Regions from separate parts of the Pan troglodytes genome. Here region 1 is linked to region 2. Evidence: chromatin contacts called from public HiChIP or PLAC-seq data. All regions are on one chromosome and are shown on one strand. Each heading gives the region's core, a stretch centred on a gene start, on an enhancer-like site or on the middle of the called end of the contact. The rest is flanking DNA. Distances are from core to core; before and after follow the strand shown.

Region 1 (2,700 bases), core at 60-2,559, 200 kb after region 2:
CGGGAGGCGGGCTCTGCGAGAGCGACGACCAATCCCGTCGGGGAATGCTTCCCAAGGCCCAGCGCCTCAGCCAATTGTACCGCCGACCGAGGCACGTGCTGACCAATCGCAATCCAGTTCCTTGCCGCCTTGCGGCTCCGCCAGCCCCGCTTAAAGGAAACGTGGAATCGGGAATGGGTGGTGATGAAATCCAGCCAACGGAAAAGTTCCTCTCCAGCGGGGTCCGGTGGCACCCTTGGAACGGGGCAGTTAGGCGGCCCGCGAGGCTGGGGCAACGAGGGAGGCCTGAGGGACTTGCCAGCCCTGACCTCCTGTCCCGCACGTAGTCCGAAGGCCACCCTCCCCGTGGCCCCCACCGCCCAAAGGCCTCCCCCCTCCCCCTCCCACCGCCCGAAGGACTCCCCCTCCCCCTCCCACCGCCCGAAGGACTCCCCCCTCCCCCTCCCACCGCCCAAAGGCCTCCCTCTCTCCCCCTCCCACCGCCCGAAGGACTCCCCCTCCCCGCTCTCCACCGCCCGAAGGCCTCGCTCTCTACCCCCTCCACCGCCCGAAGGACTCCCTCTCTTCCCCGTCCACCGCCCGAAGGCCTCTCCCTTTCTCCTCTCCACCGACCGAAGGCTTCCGTCCCCAACCCCGCTACCCGTACAAGGAGGCAACAGCAGCCGCTACATTCAAGTTCTATTTTACTTGGTTCGAAAGCTCTTGCCCCCTGGAAATTATTCCGGCCCAGGGGCGTTCCTGGCCGGCCCTCAGGGGTGGGGCCGAATGCAGAGGCCCTGGGGTAGGGGGCGCGGGGCGCGGCGGCGGGTGGGCAAGCGGGACGCCTGGCCGGTGCAGACGCGCGGGGACGAGATGGGCGCGCCGGGTGCGAAAGCAGGAGCGGAGGCGGGGGTGCCCAATTTCTCTCACTTGGTGCCCCCTCCCCTGGCTCCGAAGTAGGGCTGGGGACTCCAGGAGGGCCCTTGCGTTTGGCCTCCACCCCTCTCCCGGATACCCCACCCTCCAGAGAGCTCTGGGCGCGGACCAGGGTGCACTTGGGGGACAGGTGGAGGCCGGGCCGCCGGGCTTGCGCCTCCACGCCCGCAGTACGGGGTGCGGCCAGAGCGGGTGTGCGGGGACCTCTCGGGACAGGTCAAGCCCCCTCGGGTGGGCTTCCACGCTTACCAACTAGCTCTCTCCCTCACCTGCTCGCACCACGCTTTGCCCTCCAGGCTCCCACCTGGGAACGCCCCGTCCCTTGGTCCTTCCTCTCCTAGCCAGGTATCAGCTCTGGCCAGGCCCATGTGCTCTGCTTCCCCTGTTCAGGTCCCCTGCCCTTTCGGCTGGGAGACTTGCATATCGGCCTGAAGACCTCCCTGCGGTTTTTCCCAGCTCCTGCAGGGCCCAGACTGCAGCGGCTGGAGGCGAAGGGACGGCAGGGCGCGTGGCGTGGTTAGTGTGCTGGCTCCGACCAGCGGGAACGCACTGCGCACCGTCCGCCCTGCCCACCGCCTCGGCGGGACGCGCTCGCGCACACGGACGCACAGAGGTCGACCAGGGTGTTCTCCAGCGAGGAGGCAACACTGCCGCGGGAGGCGGGGCGGGGCGTGTTTAAAGTGACAGACTGGGCTTTGGTTACGTCGGGCTTCTGGACGAGGGGAAACCGGAGTCGGGGAGGCTCCAGCGAGAGCCCCGCGGACCGACGGGGACCGGATCTGTACGGGTGGGGTCTGTGCAGTAGTGACCCCTCCGAGTGAAGGCAGAGCTCGGCGGTCCTCAGGCCCACCCCGCCTCCCAGCGGGGAGCACCGAGGGCGAGGACCGACTTCTTCTGGGGATCCTCGAGGGCGAGCTGGGAGAGGGAGGAGACCCGGAGGAGGGAGAGGGGTTGCTGGGGGTGGGAAGGCGAAGGGCCTGTGAGGAACACTACAGGGACGAAGGGCCGGGGGGTGGGGGCCTGGGCGGAGCTGGAGGCCGTACTGAGCGGAGCTTGGAAGGCTGGGGAATTAGAGGCGGGGCCTAGAAGAAGTCGGGGTGGGGCCCTGGCGGGGCTCGGGGGCGGCCCTGGGTGGGCCGGGCGGGGCCTGAGTGGGCAGGGCAGGGTTCGGGCCAGCGCCTGGGCTAGGCCTGGTGGGCCCGGCGCCTCACATGATGTCGTCCAGCAGGTTGGCGCTGGCCACCCAGTCGAGCGCGCGCGGCTCGGAGGCGGCCATGATCATGCACATGAAGGGGCGGCCGGTGCGCCGGTCCGTGGGGTAGATGGTGGTGGGCGTGAAGCGCCTGTTGGCCTCGACGAACTCGCAAAGCTGCTCGTAGACGCGCGGGAACTCGTGGCGCAGGAAGACGCCGCGCAGCCGCAGCTCGCGCTGGATGTGGATGAAGGCCACCTCGCGCGCGCGCCGGCCCGCCTCGCCGTCCTGATCCAGGCCCGCCGTGCCCGGCGGTGGCGTCAGGATCAGCGTCTCCATGTCGGGCTCGCGGCTCCGCGCCGGGGGCGGCCGCGCGGGGCTGCCGGCCGCCAGCGCTACCTTGGCGAACTTGCGCACTGTTGGCCCGTGGCTGCGTGGCGCGGGCGCGGGCAGGGCGGGTGTCCCCGGTGGCGCGGTGCCGGGTCCCACGGCCACGGACACGCTGAGCAGGAAGCACTCTGCCGGTTCGTAGAGGCGCCCAGCGGCCGCCAGCTCGCGCGCGTAGCTGCCCAGGGGCGCCGCGTGTGTGGCCA
Region 2 (2,700 bases), core at 134-2,633:
GGCCTGTGCCCCCACCTTCCCGCTGTTCTAGCCGCACGGGCCTGCCCTTGGTCCTGAGGGTGGACACCATCCCTCCCTACTGCCTTCTGCTCTGGAGCCAGGCCTGGGGCACTGGCTGCTGCCCTGCTGTGCCGTGGCAGCCTAGAGTAGCTGCAGGATGGCTGGCCCGAGGGAATGTTCCTGGGCCCTTGAGTCTTCTCTGGCCAGCAGAGTTCCCCAAAACCATCACATCCGGATCTGCGTTGGTGACCAAGGCCAGACTGAAGGTTGGGTCCTGGTACAGTGAGCCTGGGGGTGAGGGTAGAGGTCAGGGAGGTGGCGGAGAGTGGGTGGCAGCCAGCCAGGCGGCTTCCTAGGGGGCAGTCAGTGCTGGTAGAGACTGGAGGGAGGGCAGGCCCACATCAGGAGGTGGCACAGGGGTGGGAGATGAGATCAGGACCGGGACCCATAGGCAGGAATCTTGCACAGAACCTGGCTGTGGAGCCGAGCCATGCAATGGCACAGGGCACCTTGCCCTTCTCACCTGGGACTGAGTGTCCTGCACCTCCAAAAGGCATCCTGCAGCCCCAGCCAGGCCCTGCAGCCCCTCCCCAAGCCAGTTTTCTCCAGGATGGGAAGGCCTGGTCTTGCCCACTCGCCTCCTCACCTTCCTGGGAAGTGAGCTTAGACACTGTCTCTATGCTCAGTGCCCTGGCGAGGAGGGTGGTGGTTCTTATTCTGCTCTTCCCTCCCCTCTTCACCATTTTTTAAAAGTCATTTGATAAACCTGAGGGCAGCCAGCCCCAGCTTTGAAGTTCTGAGACTGGAAGGACCAAGGGGACACCCCGGGTTGGAGGTCTCACTCTTGTTCTCTGAATGACTAGTCAAAGGAGGTTTCTAGTGGGATGGGGTGGGCGTGCTCTTGGGAGGCAACAGGTGAGGTGCAAGGGGGGCATCAGAGATGCCCGTTGTCAGCTGGGCACAGTGGCTCACGCCTGTAATCCCAGCACTTTGGGAGGCTGAGGCTGGCGTATCACCTGAGGTCAGGAGTTCAAGACCAGCTGAGGCAACATGGTGAAACCCCGTCTGTACTAAAAATACAAAAATTAGCCCAGCATGGTGGCATGCGCCTGTAATCCCAGCTACTCAGGAGGCAGAGGCACGAGAATCACTTGAACCCGAGAGGTGGAGGTTGCAGTGGGCCGAAATGGCACCACTGCACTCCAGGCTAGGCGACAGAGACGCTGTCTCAAAGAAAAAAAAAAAAAAAAAAAAAAAGATGCCCATTGTCCTGAGGGAGCTAAAGGGCTGTCACCTGGGGACCCTGAACACCTTGGACAGCTCCCAGCTCCAGTCCTCAGTGGCTCCGGATCACTCTTGCCCCCTGGTGGCCTCACTGCGCGCGGCCGCCGCGGCTCCAGCCAAAGCTGCAGTCGGGGCCGGGGCCGTTCTGTGTTCCTGTATTTGCTTTTCCCGCGAGTGGGGGTGCCCCTGCCTCTGTGGGCACACCTGTGCCTTCCTGTGCACCTGCCCAGCTCGTGAGCACCTGTCTGCGTGCGCCCGGCGCTCCTGTGTCTCTGTGCGCTCGCGAGGCTAGGCCCACACAGGTCCTCTGCCCCATCGCGGGTGCGGGTGAGGGGCTCGGAGTCCTACCGGGAAGAGGCCAGAAGGGAGCGCATCCTGGAGAAGCCCACCCGCGGCCCAAACCCAGCCGGACTTCTGGGAACCGCACCGGCCCCAGAGACCGCAGGTGCCGAGACACCCTGAGGCCGAGAGAGGTCCAGCGAGGCCCGGAGAGGGGACCAGAACTGGAGCAGGGGGAGGGGGCGCAGTCTGGAGCCGCCCTCCCGCCCCCTCAGGTGGAGCGCGCAGGCGCAGTCTCCGCGTGCGCGCCTCGCCGGCGCCTCCATCCCGGATCCTTGCTGCAGCGTCAGCGCCGCCGCCCGTGCCTTTCCTCTTCCTCCTCCTCCTCCTTGGCATCCGCCTCCTCTTCCTCCTGCGTCCTCCCCCGCTGCCTCCGCTGCTCCCGACGCGGAGCCCGGAGCCCGCGCCGAGCCCCTGGCCTCGCGGTGCCATGCTGCCCCGGCGGCGGCGCTGAAGGATGGCGACGCCGCTGCCTCCGCCCTCCCCGCGGCACCTGCGGCTGCTGCGGCTGCTGCTCTCCGGCCTCGTCCTCGGCGCCGCCCTGCGTGGAGCCGCCGCCGGCCACCCGGGTGAGCGAGCGCGCTGGGCGCAGGCCGCGGGGCGCCCCGGGGCCGGGATCGCCGGGCGGGGACCGGGTTGCCGGGCGCCGCCGCCCTCGTCCTGCCCAGGCCCGCAGGCCCTGCAGGCCTGGTCCGCTGGTGGCGGCGGCCCCGCCTCGCCCACGATGGAATAAACAGGCCTGGCCGGAGGGCGCAGCGCGGAGCCTCCAAAAGGCCGCGCCGGATGGGGCTTCTGCCGGTTCCCAGAGGCGTACCTTACATTCATGGCTTCTTCCGCCGGGAGCCCGTCTGGCTCAGGCCTCCGCGCCGCGGCCATCTGGCTCTGGGCGGGCCCGCCGGGAGTCTGCCTGTGTGCGTCTCTGTGTCTCCGTGTTCGGGGCTCCTGCGGGTGTGGGGCTGGCCCTGAGTGCCCGCCGGCTTCGCTGCCGGTGCGCGTCCCGGGGTCGGGGCCTCAGTGCTGCTCTGCCTGTCCTCACGCCTTGGGTGGCGCTGGGCACCGGCCTTGTGCGCCATGGTG

The links. HiChIP or PLAC-seq counts read pairs in DNA pulled down with a chosen protein or histone mark.
Region 1: a contact with region 2 is called in an H3K4me3 HiChIP or PLAC-seq map of stem cell-derived excitatory neurons, with 4 times the contacts expected there. The contact joins the promoter of PHPT1 here to the promoter of NPDC1 in region 2. A contact is called at or near these places in 1 of 7 Hi-C or Micro-C datasets (stem cell-derived neural progenitor cells) and 1 of 1 datasets of contacts at active chromatin or transcription factors (stem cell-derived excitatory neurons).

What each region holds. Positions count from the first base shown.
Region 1 is chr11:1,609,366-1,612,065 of NHGRI_mPanTro3-v2.0_pri, forward strand. It overlaps PHPT1 (phosphohistidine phosphatase 1), which reads right to left and starts at 1,310. Exons shown (of 5, transcript XM_016962189.4): 1 at 1,185-1,310; 2 at 1-149. It overlaps AJM1 (apical junction component 1 homolog), which reads right to left. Exons shown (of 3, transcript XM_016962177.3): 3 at 667-2,700. The coding sequence ends at 2,123.
Region 2 is chr11:1,404,464-1,407,163 of NHGRI_mPanTro3-v2.0_pri, forward strand. It overlaps NPDC1 (neural proliferation, differentiation and control 1), which reads left to right and starts at 1,384. Exons shown (of 9, transcript XR_010148524.1): 1 at 1,384-2,192.